Linked DNA regions of Rattus norvegicus: region 1 is linked to region 2. A link is a contact called in public Hi-C data. All regions are on one chromosome and are shown on one strand. The core of a region is the stretch at or near the end of the contact, and the rest is flanking DNA. Distances in the headings are between cores, read along the strand shown. Region 1 holds the start of Mbnl2 (muscleblind-like splicing regulator 2). Region 2 overlaps LOC102547244 (a long non-coding RNA gene).

Region 1 (6,648 bases), core at 3,789-6,288, 120 kb after region 2:
TTCTTCCTCATTCTCCTTTCTCCTTCATATATAACATCAATAAAGACTGCAGTTTTTACATTATCAATCCAGTTTCTTTACACACTTTCAAGAAACTAATATTGAGTTATAAAAAGGGAGGGAAGGGTTCAGAAGGAAACGGAAGTTGGGATAATGCAGCTGGGTTCCGTGGTAGTTGCAGAAGTCGGCTTGTTCTGTTGATACACATCCTCATTGGTCACCTCCTCCCATGTGCAGGCACATAAAGATTAGATACACGAGAGAACTCGCTGCTTTCTGGTGCTCACAAGCTGACAGGGAAGACAAACCTGAAATAAATAATTAAGCAGATTAATGTATAACTACACTCCACAGTGAGAGCGACAGAGCGAGAAGCGTCCGTAAAATCCTGTTGTCTGAAGAGACGTCGTGGACAGGCAGCAGCACATCACCTGGGAGCTCGTTAGAAGAACAGAGCCTCAGTATCCACCCAGGAACTCCTGAGACTGGATCTGCATTTTAACAAGATCCCTAGGGGATGTGCACACACCATAGAATTTTGAGAAGCGTAGCTCTCTAGTTCACAGGCTGGGAGAGAAAACAACAGGTGGACCTAAGTTCACCCTGTGGGTCAAGGAACAGTCCCTTGCAAAGATGGCCTCTGATTAGGCCAGAAAGGTGGAGGATCTATTGAGTCCTTGAAGGCAGGGAGAACTTATATATTTTTCCTAAGAGTAATTCAAATATATATAGATATATAGATATATATATAGATGTAGATATACGATATACGATATAGATATATATATCAAATATATATATATAACGATATACGATATACGTATATATATACATATACGATATAGATATGTGTTTATATTGTGTGGTATGTGTGTTCATGAGAGAGAAATGGGTATATATGTATGGTTTGTGTGTGTATGAGAGAGAGGTGGGTATACATGTATTTATGTGTTTAATGTATGTATGTATATGTATGTATGGTGTGTGTATGCATATGTGCTAGAAAGAAAGAGACAGAGACAGAGAGACAGAGAGAGACAGAGAGACAGAGAGAGTCAGAGAGAGACAGAGAGATAGAGAAAGTGATGTGTATATATGTGTATATATGTGTAGTGTGTGTATGCTATGTGTGTGCATGTGTGTATGTGGGGCATGTGTGTGTGTGTGATATGTATGTATGTATGTATGTGGTGAGTGTGTGTGTGGTATGGTGTGTGTGTGTGTGACAGAGGTGGGTATATATGTGTGTATATGTATGTATGGTGTGTGTGTGTGTGTGTGGTGTATGATGTGGACATGGGTGTGTGAATCTGTGGGAAGTGTGTGAGTATAGTATGTGAATGCTGTAGCGTGCATGAAGAGGGCTGAGGACAACTTGGAGCATCAGTCTTCTCCCATTATTGGAGACAGTGTTTCTTGCTGTTTTCTGCTATATACACAGACCTAGCTAGCTAGCTGACCCAGTAGTTTCCAAAGATTCTCTTGTCCTTTCTTGCCACCTAGTCTAGGTTTGTAGATGCACAGTGTCATGCCTGGCTTTCATGTAGGCTCTGGGTATCTGAATTTGGGACTGCTGCAGTAGCAAAGTCCCATAAAATGACATGATTATAGAATAGAAGTCTATTTTCTCATAACTGAATGCTGGAGCTCTGAGGGGAGGATCCAAGCATGGTCTGCATCTGGTGAGGACTCTCTTCCTGGCTTGAAGAGGGACATCTTCTCACTGTGTCCTCCCAAGTTAGAAGAAAAGAAAAAGCCCTTTCTTTGGTATCTTCTTATAAAACCAGAAATGTATTCAGGAAGATCCCTTCCCTGTGATGTCATCTGAACCTAATTACCCAGGTGCCATTTTTAAACATCATCCCTTCAAGGTTAGCTCTTTAGCATCTAAAATTTGGGTAGGGAATGTGAACACTTCAGTCCCCAATAAAAAAATATATATATATATATACATATACATATACATATACATATACATATACATATACATATACATATACATATATATATGTATATATAATAAGATTTCTTTTAAAACAGTATTACTCTGTAAGAAGTATTCTGAGAGGCCTGAAGGGTGTCAAGAACATATTCACAGCCAGGGCTGAGAGCACAGGCCTGGAATCCCAGCAACCTTGGAAGTTCAGAGTGGAGAAGCCCAGACTGAAGGCCTGATTGGGCCACAGAGTGTGGTGCCCACCGCTTGGAAACTTAGTATGACTTGTCAAAGTGTTTAAAAAGGCAACAAAAGATTAGGCTACATATATCATGGTGGTGAATTCCCTCACTACATACAAGGCTCTACCTGTGTAGGACATCATAGGTTCAGAAAGAGAGTGGGTATGGGAGGGAGAAAGAGAGGAAGAGGAGGAAGAAGAAACAGAGGAGCGGGAGGAAAAGAGGAGACAAGATGAAAGCAGTGAAAAGAAAAGAAAAAAGGGGAAAAAAAGACAAGATACAACATTCAGGGAGCAGCTACTATTTCAAGAGTTAAGGTAGAGAAAGCCTGTGAACAGAGGGCCATCCGCAGAGAGGAAACAAAGTAAAATGTTCTAAATATCCAGGTGTTAAACTCAACAGACTTTGGCAGTGGATTTCAAGTTCTGGTTGGGGAGGGAAGTGAAGAAAAGTGTCAGGTTTTTTGGCTTTTACAAGTGAGTATGATGTCATTTCTTGTGATACAAAATAACCAGCATGTTTGCCTGTGGCCTCCTGTCCAACACGGAAATTACTCTAATGACAGACATCCCCTAGTGCACCTCTGTCGCACCAGCCTTTGGAGAAATGCTTCATGCACATTCTCTTAATTAACGTAGGACACGGACCTAGCCTTCTGAAATGGCAAGATCAGCTCAGACAAGCTAGCTACACAAGGCTGCATTGTTAGGGGCTTAAAATAGTCTGGTACAGCGACCAGTACAGAAGCCTTTTGAACATCAGAGAAGCTGATTGGCAGAACTGAAGAAGTGGCAGGTGATCTGAGGTCTACACAGTGCGTCAGGAGGATGTAAACGTGGGGTGGAGAGCAGGGACAGCAGACATAAAGTGGACGACCAAGGTGGAGGCCACATTTTGCAGGACCTCGAAAGTCTGTAATTTGGATTTTATGGAGGGACAGGCTTGAGTGTAAAAGGAACATGACTTTACATGACTTCAGAAAAACCTGTCTGGCAACAGGGAAGACTGGAGTCGAACAGCCCTGGATCCCAGAGGCTATCAATTAACTTTTGTATCATACAGGGAATAGGTCAGGGCTCCGGCCTAGCTCAGAGGAAAAATCTAGGAGGCTTAATGTCTTTGGGTGAGAATGGGGCTTGACAGGGGGCTAAAGTTTAAGTGATGAGATTGTAAAAGTGGGGATTTCATGTCAAAAGCAGGAGGGGGTGGAGAAGAAGATAATCGTGAGTTTGAGATCACTCAAGTATGTGTGCAAAGAGGTAATGATACTTTAAAGGGATTTCCACCTGTTTGAATGTAGCTAATTCGACTTTTCAGGGGAAACAACAACAACAACGACAGACTCAACCAAAGCCTACCAATGATAATACTGACTAGAAACAAAAATAAGAATTAAGGATTAAGGGGCTGGGGATTTAGCTCAGTGGTAGAGCGCTTACCTAGGAAGCGCAAGGCCCTGGGTTCGGTCCCCAGCTCCGAAAAAAAGAACCAAAAAAAAAAAAAAAAAAAAAAAGAATTAAGGATTAAAATCAAGAGGAATAAAACAAGGTATTCTATTGAAGAATCGGTCCACAAGTCACAAGAAATGCTGTGTTTTACGAACGAAAACATGAAACTTAAAAACACTTAAATCATTACATCCTGCCCTGATGCTCCCTTCCAGATGCATTCATTAAACAGTTGCTCATAAAAAAAAAAATTAGAGAGTTAGGCTCACTCTTTCAGATGAATAGGGTCTTTGTTTTTGCCTGGAGTTGGTCACGGGACCATCATACTTAATTTTTAAGATCCAAAACGTTGTGTTTTGTGGAAGGAAAATGTGTGCTTATTGTGTTTTCTAAATGCCGTATGTTTTTGTTTTTTTGTTTTCAAAGCATGCAGAAACGCTGTTGACTGGGGAGGAAAAAAAATAATCGTTTCAGTTCTTTCTTTTTTTCCCCCTTGCTTTATCTTGGGGGAATCTCTGGCATCTGTGGGTCAACCTTTGCAGACTGAAAATGGAGGATGTCCCTTAGGTCAGTGCCAAGTGTATTCAGCAGTAAACGCCCTCCCACAGTCATTGCGGCACTAAGGACAGGATAGCCAACGTATGAGTATTTATCAAATGGCATCTAAGAAGGTTAAAACACAGTTAATCCCCCAGTGGGTGCCAGCCAAGAGCCTCAAAGCTTAATGTAGAGATATCAATTCCGTCGTTCAGCATCCCCTCACTGAAGTCTCTAGTGCTCTGGAAACTTAGATGGAAAATATATGGGTTCCAGTAAGTGGCCACTGCAGTGACAGCTCTCCAGAAAAGCTGTGTGCTGAGGCTTCAAGCATGGTCTTCAGTGTGTACTCCAACTTGCTTATAGCCTCCCTCAGTCACGGTGGTTGCATGCAAATGTTTCGTAAGGTATCACTTTCCATGACAAACACTGAATTATTGTCTCACATATGAATAAGAACATCTCTATCCATACGCTTTCTCAAACGCCATAAGACTTTCAGTTTGGGATCCAATTGGATTCCTTGGCCATCTTAGGAGTTTCGTGATTCCCGGAGTGTTTATGATGCAACTCCCGGCTCCGGGCTGGGTGTCTCGAAGCGTATTTGTCTGAGCTACCCTACCCCTCTCTGTGCTCTGCCAATTATGTGCCACTTTGTCTCGGAGCTATGACTGCTTTCCTCGGAGAGGGAGATCCCTCTTCCATCAGTATGGACGCACTGTTTTCAGAGCCTGCCAGCGCCGTGTTGCTGTGTCAGTCATCCTATGAGGACCAGTTTCAGACGAGGAGGGCTGACGAGCTGGCTGGGGATTGGCCGGCTGCGTATGGGCGGGGCCTGTGGGAAGGAAGGGCTGCAGCTCACAGCAACAGAGTTTAGACTGTCTTTGCTTCATCATCTGAAGGTAAAATTTTCCAGCCACGGCCGGCGGCTCGCAGAGTACAATAAACAGGGACGGAGAACTATTTGCATGGACCCCCCTTCCTCATGATGCGGTGGAGAAGCCGCGGCCACTCGGTCCTGCCAGATGTTCTTGGGGTTACTGTACAAGGGGAGGACGAGCAGAGCTAAACAAGGTAGGAGAAACAACCCCCCTTCCCCATTTTTTTTTTTTTTTAATGTTTAAAGAGTTTGCTGCAGTATGCTGCATTCCATGTGTGTGCTTAGGGAAGCCAGGGAGACCGATTCCACTAATTCGAGCGGAATACTCGCAGGAAACCCTGGAGTTTTACGTAACATTCGGATTTGAGAACAAGAAATGGCAAAGCTGGAATCTACGCCGCCCGTTTAGGGTGAGGCATAAAAACCGAGGTTTCTATTTATTTATTTAAGGGGCAGATCCATTTGCTATTATTGTTTTTTAATCCTCTGAAAGATCCAGGTCAGTATTTTCTTAAGATAATCGAGGTTTTTACGGCCAGAGTGGGCTACAGAATAAAGTTTACATGTTTCCTGTTCTTTGGAAACACACTTGAAATTGAGAATTTAAAAAAAAAAAAAAAAGAAAATCATGGTGAACAATCATCGGTTGAACGCCTGGGACCAAAATATGTCTGTTTCTTGGAAACTGGGGGCCACCCTGGTGCTACAGGGCAATGGCTTTAATTGAGTTTCAAAAGCACATTTTAAGCACCGAGGCAGAATGTGAGGTAGCTTCCTGGCTGGTCTTAGGCACTGTAGTTCAGTGTTTACATTGCTTTTCCTGGCAGCCTCCGTCTTTGTTTCCAGCTTAAAAGTGGGACCATTATGTTCAAAAGTAAAGCTGGGTTAATAATGCTTACTGCAATTATCTGATCTGTATGCATTTTTAATGAGAACACACAGCCAGCAGAATAATTTAATGAGAGCAGGCTAGCTTTTAAAGCTGGGCTCTCACTATGCCCAGCCAGATCAACTTTCTTGCCGAGAAGCAGCGGCTAGAAAGGTTGAAGCAGATTTATTTTTAACACACTTGGCCCAGGAGAAGGAAAGGCTCTCTCAGTGTTAAAGATTCTTTCTGCCCTTTTCCGTTTTAAATTTCTGCCAGGCCTGAGGAAACCGAGCTTTTTTGTTAGGCCTTGGAAGCATGTGTTTACAATAAATGTGTAACATTTTTAGAATAGTTAGCAAGCACTGAAGCGAAGGGAAAAAAAAAAAAACTTGCCTAACTGCCACCTCCGTGAATGTTCCAGTGAATGTTCCAACGGTCTTCAAAAGGCCTTACTGTCTCTTTAAAAGACAAAGATTAAGTAGGAAAATGTCTGTTAGGGCATATGTGTATTTAGGCAGCAACGAGGAACAAAAATTAAACAAGAGACATTTTTACCATCTATGTAAGAGGAAGTTTCTTCCTCTCTTTTGCTCCCTTCTGAGGGACAGCAGCACTGTTCATTTAAATAAGGGCAATGCCACGTAGATTCTTCTAGACCCACGGTTTTTACTTTCAAGGAGAAGTGCAGGACACTAGCCCAGAACTCCTGACGTCATCCCCCAACTATTTCTGCTGTG
Region 2 (6,770 bases), core at 3,521-6,020:
TTTGGAAAACTGGAAGGTATTCACTAACAGCAATATTCTGCTTATTAGGGAATACGTTAAGATTGAATTTATCTACATTTTCCCTGTGTTGTAAAAACATTTATGAAAGATAGTGAATTATATACTTAAAATCTTGAAATAATTCTTTGATATAATTTGCTCCAAACGAATTATTCAGGGGCTAATAACAATGTTTTGATAATATGCTTAAAAACTTGTAAGATAATTGAATTATTTAGGTGTTTTGATTCTTCTACTGCCAATTTTTTTTTTTTGGTTCTTTTTTTCGGAGCTGGGGACCGAACCCAGGGCTACTGCCAATTTTTAATAATAAACATTTTTCTCAGCACTCTTTTGGCCTGGATTTCTCTTTCCCCCCTTCGATACTCTGCTCTTTATGGAGCCCTGTAACATCCTCCTGTCTTTGTCTGCTGTGCGCTGACATATGCCCCAACATTTTCCTATCTTCCCAACACTACGGTCTTCTGAAAGCAAAGAAACAAAACTTGAAAATGGAATGGCAGTGCAGATACGGAGGTTAGATCCGCTTACTTTATGGTCTCCTCTCCTCTTCCTTCCTTCGTCTCCTTTTTCCCACTCCACAGATTAAACGATGCCATCCAAGTTTCCAAAGGAATCAATGTCTGCCAATACCATAGAAAGTGGGATTGGAGCGGGTCTCCACATCACAGGTCAACTATATTTACTTAGTGCCATTGAAATATCATGTGTGTATACACACACACACACACACACACACACACACACACACACACATACACATACCACACCCACAAAACCACATGAACACACACACACACACACACACACACACATGCGCACACACACAAACACACAGGCACACACACAGGGTTGAGGGGAGGTTCCCTAGGCAACCACTAATCCACTTAAAGTCTCTGTAGATTTGTTCTTTATGGACACTCTACAAGCAGGACAGTAAGCAGTGTTTACAACTGGCTTCTTTAACATAACATGTTTTTCAAGCCTCATCATGAAGAAGCTCAGATCAGTACTCCTCGCCATCCTTTCAGACAATTTTTTTTTTTACTTTTTGACTTAAACCAGTGACGATGAGGGTTTTGCACAGCCAGTCATTTTGATAGTGGGGTACTTTCCTTGTAACTGCCAGCCTTTTACTGTGTTCTTGGGATCAAAACCATTACGGATAAATAGGAACGTTCACACCTTTGTGGTTTCTTGTACCAGTACTGACTGTGCTACACAGACTCCTCTCTCTCTCTCTCTCTCTCTCTCTCTCTCTCTCTCTCTCTCTCTCTCCTCCCCCCCTCTCTGATAGACCTGTTAAGATCATGATACAATTGAGAAATTAAAAATGGAAGTCAGTCAGCCCTGCCTGTGTGTCTTGTATCTGCTGAGGTCTGCACCCAGCATGGACAGCAGACACCCTTCTCATGGTGTCTACCAGGCCAAGCAGGAACTAGAAGGCAGAGCCTCAGCTGCACAGTTCAGTTGGGGACAAAAGCAGCTGACATCAAACTCCCAGCTGCCTTGTGTTTATTCACAAAGTCTTACACTGCCAACAACTGAGGGCATCCTCTGTGAGAAGAATCCAACCAAGCCAGCAGTTACAGTGGAAGTGGAGCTGGGTCACTTGCTCTGAGACAGAGAGAAGAGGCCAAGTCTGGTAGGTGATGGCCTGGCTTTTTCTGGGCTGCCATGTCACAGAATAGAGATTTGAGTTCCCACTTCCAAAATGTTTTCGCTTACAACATTCCTGACACCAAATGTGTGGGCTCTTTCTTCACACCAATCAACCCTCCAACTCTCCAGATACCATCTGGTGTCCCACAATTCAGTTCAGTTCTAACACTAACAGCATGGAGTCAGTGACAAGCCCCAGAGGGAAAGGGTTCAGTCACGCAAGACTGTCTCGTCTACTTCAGACACCAGCTGCAAGACCAGGTCACCTGTACCCGTGACCAACAAGCTGCAAAGTCAGAGTCCCATGCTCTGCCTCTTGTTTTACAATTTGTCAGAATCACACACACACACACACACACACACACACACACACACACACACACAATAAAAACATAAATAAAAGAACAAGAGATGTGCTTCCTTTGGGCTTACCAGTTCACTTCAAAAGATACAACTCAGGAACAGCCAACTTCAAGGAACACGGGCATTAGGGGTGGTGAGCACAGAGCTCCTGTGACCTCTGTAGGTAAGCAGCTCTCCCCGTTGAGGATTTTGTACGGTCTGTAGCAGGGATCAGCTTACAAAGTCATTGTTGATTGCTGCTCCACTCAGTTCCAGGAGGTCAGGCTGCAAGTCACAGCCCTCCAAATGCAGCGTTGGCGCAGTTAGCAGCCTGGCCCCACTCTAAAGCTATGGGGGAGGGGAGCACCAAGAGGCTCTTTAAGATAACCTCAGTGATGTTAGAAAGGACTTATTATGAGTTACAGATGCCCACTGTCTGGTTTTTATGGCGTAGATCAGATCACCAAGGATTTACACAGGTGTCCAGGGCTATTTTTGTCCACTAATCCATCGCCCACTCCCTGAGCTCCACTGTTCAATAGTTCATTCATCCTGAACTCAATCCACCTTCCGTACGCCTGGAAACTCTGCCGGATAAGATCTCCGAATGTGTGTCAGCGGCGTCTAACTAAGGAGGTCTGATGATGTTTTATCTGCAGTTCAGGGTAGACATCTTTGGGCTTTCTTGGTTCGCTCGTGTGAGGAATCATTTATGTCATGAGTACAGTCTTATGCAATTCTATTTACGAGTTTATAATACTTCTGTGTCTTCCAAGAACACACAAACTATGAGCTATAGATATGTGCCTAGAACACAGCCTGGGTTCCTCCCAGGACTTTCTGACATCCCCACCTCACCCTTTCTGGCATCAGGTGTGCCTGGCTGTGTGTGTCGAGCATCAGGTGTGTGTGTGTGTGTGGCCATGTTTTGAGCAAATCCCAAGTTTTACCTTTCCCTCGACCTACCTGGTGTAAACCACTGAAGCTCATACTAGTAAGGTAGCTTAGCTTTTGAAATTGCTGCTACCAAATGCCCAGGAAGAAGCACACTGAAGGAGAAAGGAATTTTCACCCCTGGGTTGAGAGTACGGGTATTGGTGGAGGTGAACCAGAGCAGAAGGAGTGTAGGAGAGCTTGCTCACTTCTTGACAGATGACACACAGAGAGACTGGGTCCAAAAATAGGGCAGAGCTGTGACCCCAAAGACCTGGCTCCCAGTGACCCCAGCCACAGTTCCATAACCCCCCAAAGATCATCGCCAACTGCAAGGTCAAGAAGCTTTCGAACACATGAACTTTAGAATCTTTTCCATTGAAACTATCTCCTAAGGAAAGCAGCAGGTGAGACCAGAAAAGTAAGGGTGTAGCTTGTGGGGGGGTATTATTTTGTTATTTTGTTATTAGTTTTATTATTTTGTTTCCTTTCGCTCTGTTTTAAGGGTGTAGGAGGAAGGGTTTTCTCCCCGCTGCATCTAAGGCATTCAGTGCCTCCTCCCCACAGTTCTTCCCTGAAATCCTGTGAGGGCGGCTCACAGCACCGCACACTGGCAGTGCTCCAGCACAGCTTACCAAACTTTCATTCACTTCTGACGGTCAAGGGTTCTGCAGCCAGAAACTCTGCCAGATACAGTCTCAGTCTGCATATTGGCTAAGGAGGTCAGGTGTCATCTATCACCAGATCAGGGTGGACGTCTTTGGGCTTTCTTGACTCATGTTGGGTATTGCATTCTCATGAGCAGAGTGTCCAGGTGCCCTGTGCAGACAGAGAGTAGTTCTGGGAGAGGTGCTAATGTATGCTTGGCAGTGGCTACTGAATATGATAATCAGGTTCAGACTCTGTGGTGGTGACTCAGCTTTCTCCCTTCCAGGATGTGAAAGGTACCATCCAAAGACTGGGAAAAGACACGTGGTGGTCATCTTCTCATCTCCAGAGATCTATTCTTACTTGGTTGAAAAGCGCAGAACATCGTCTACAGAATAAGAGAATGGTAGTGCCTTGGAATCTCTATGACAACTTTCAGTTCCTGTCATTTTTAATTTTGAAAGTTCCAGTCGAGCTGTCGTAAAGGCAGCGATGCTTCATAACCCCGTGTGAAATAAAAATTTTAAAATATTTTATGGGCTGGAAAACACCATTAATCCACATCCAGATTGGACAAGAGTGAACGGCCACCACCACCACGACCCCTCCTTCACATCAGTAAAACCCCAAAAGGTAAAACTCCAAAGGGTCGGTCCAAATAGAAGAAAAATTCCTCTAAAGATATGGTGATCCGGACGAATACTGGAAATATCAAAATGTTTATTATTTCTGAACAGTAAAAGGAGGGAATAGCCCTGCTCCACCTTAATATGCCTCTCTATAAAGCCTTCACTGTGTGTCTTGTTAGGAAAGACCAACCCACTGGATATGGTTCACCAACAGTCAGAGTTTAAAACCTTGAAGGTCACACAGCTAGAAGATCTATAACCTTGAAGGAGCTAGAAGATGGGGCTGCACTCCGGAAATGAAGCACTGCCGCCCACCATGTCAGTAGCTGGTCATGAGGTGCGGCGTCACTAGAAGACCATACCCTGCGGCTAATCTTTACACTGCTTCCTTTCAGTTAGTCCACTCCCCTTACACACGCGCCTCCAAGGCTGGACACATGCGTGCTATTTTCTAGTCTCCGCCTTACTCTTAACACTGGCTCATTGGAAGCTCCATGAAGTCGATGGTTTCCTTTCCTGAAGTGAGCTGGTGTTGCATAACCTGCTGGAGGAGTGCTGGGTCCCCAGGGAGCCAGCGGGAGCCTCGCAGACTGGCTGGCGCGAGTCCCGCGTTCCGTCCAGCAGGGGGCAGCAGAGCTCGCTGGCGCCGCTGCGCAGCCCGTCTGCGAGGCTGGAGCCATTACAGCCCCTCCGGGAAAAGGCTAGAGTCCTCAAGCATCCTGTTCTCTGTGGAAGCATTTTTCCAGCCTCGTTTAAGCTAGGACACAGTGTTTCAGCAGCTGATGCGTAATCGCTTTGTTTTTTACTTCTTGCTCTGCTTTTGTTCACTTTTAAAGAGGCATTAATTACGTGCCTGGCCATATCAGTCTGCACCAGACACCTTGTATTTCGTCCCTTCATTGTCTTCTAGTCATTGTCTCCAACTTTCCAGACGATGACCGTGCTATAAGTAACTGAAAGAAGTAAAGATTTCAAAACGGGACTGAGACCGGAGCTTGGGCGAGTAAGGAAAGATGTATGGCTTTTTTATTAGGTTTTTAACAGTCTTCTGTCCAGACATATTGGACATGATTTAGTAAAAGGCCGATGTAGTTCCAGTGCTTTTATAAATGCTAAAGGATAGGAAACTGAAATGATATTGGAAGATTTCTTGATCTGAAAGACAACATACAATTCAGCTTTTCCTTTGAGCAATTGGCCCAGGCACAGGTGGGGAGTGTATGATCTTCACCCAAGAACTGCTGGATCCCAGCCTGCAGTTCCGCAGGTCCCCAGACGATTTCTGTGTGTTTGGAAGTCTGGGAAACAGCCTGAGAGGGCTCCCAATTTGCCTTCCAAAATATGGAGGGCCAATATTTGAAAAAACTTGAGTATATTTGTTTGGTCTTGTTCAGAAGGGCAGGCATAATTTCAGTATCTATGATCCCTGAGAGGAGAAGAGACTCTCCACTTCCCGTAAAGTACAGGGAATTGTGGGTTGGGGTCTTATCTCAAACCTACTGGCTTCCTACTAGTTACCAAACAAGCTCAAAGTGGAATGTCTCAGCTAACTACTTCTTCCCTTTGATTCTTATTACTTATAAGATAGGAATGTGGGTTTTAAAAAACACTAGGTTATGACCCTCCCTCCCCCACCACGTGGCCAAGTGTGCATGTGTGTGCATGTACATGTGCGCTGTAAAATGTTAGGATTCTACAAATCTTATTCACGGATATGAACAACGTCAGGGGTCCACAGTGGTGTGGTTTGCCCTGAGTGGTAAGCATCATCACAGTTTGAAGGCAGTGTGGATGGAGGTGGGCAGAGGATCCCAAGGTCCTGAGAGACTTGGATGTGTTAGAGCACAGTGCAAGGATAGGTGTGATAGATAAACCGAAAAGAGAAATTCACACAAGGATCCAGACAACCCTTCATTTCTTATCCATGAGGAGGGCAGTAAGAACAGAGACAGCCCCTACCCAGACCCTTATAAATATTGGCTCTTTCAAACCAAGGCTGGGTGGATTCTGGTGTTGTACGTTTTAGGAAATCCCTAGACCCTTCGAGGCAAGCAAGCGCTGGGGAAGGCAGGCTGTTTACGGTTTCTCATCACTTGGGTACAATGTTTCTCATTACTTGGGTACAATTAGCAGTGAGTGGAAACAATGAGACGGGCCCCAGAGAAGATCACAACATGAATGTGACCACTGGACCTCGAAGCAGCACTTACTTGTCTTTTCAACACTGTGTTATTAACCAGGAAGGCAGGAGTGGCCTCTCCAGGGAGGTGGGCACCAGCAGCAGGCAGCCTGAGGCCCTGTGCTCCCTGGGACCTTCCCGATGCAGCATGGGATGTCCAGTGGAGCTAGCAGGCTCTCTGTGGTGTGGTGTGCTGGGTTGAACAGCCAGGATCCCTGAGGAGCTGCAAACTCAGCCAGCTAGCCTTGCCTCCTCCATTTTCATGTCCCTCTGCCTCCCCTGCAGAGTCTCAAGTAGATAAAATCTCAGACCCTTGAGTCTAGTCTAATTCGGACCTTGGGTCTGCCTTGAGTGGC

The links. A called contact is a pair of places that touch in the nucleus more often than the background predicts.
Region 1: a Hi-C map of Schwann cells shows a contact between it and region 2, with 4 times the contacts expected there. The contact joins the promoter of Mbnl2 here to the enhancer-like site in region 2. A contact is called at or near these places in 7 of 12 Hi-C or Micro-C datasets (the A7r5 cell line, the Rat2 cell line, Schwann cells and 4 more) and 1 of 1 datasets of contacts at active chromatin or transcription factors (oligodendrocytes).

Annotation. Positions count from the first base shown.
Region 1 is chr15:103,787,150-103,793,797 of GRCr8, forward strand. Mbnl2 (muscleblind-like splicing regulator 2) reads left to right here and starts at 5,039. Exons shown (of 9, transcript NM_001111064.2): 1 at 5,039-5,237.
Region 2 is chr15:103,666,076-103,672,845 of GRCr8, forward strand. It overlaps LOC102547244 (a long non-coding RNA gene), which reads right to left. Exons shown (of 6, transcript XR_001841468.3): 4 at 2,116-5,188; 5 at 1-644. Among named protein-coding and RNA genes, the nearest start is that of Oxgr1, 120 kb to the left of the region's middle. Within about 2 kb of position 4,771, at least 47 of the 93 cell types and tissues checked have an H3K27ac peak or open chromatin away from gene starts, as enhancers often do. A contact at or near this core is called in the A7r5 cell line, Schwann cells and prefrontal cortex, where this site is marked.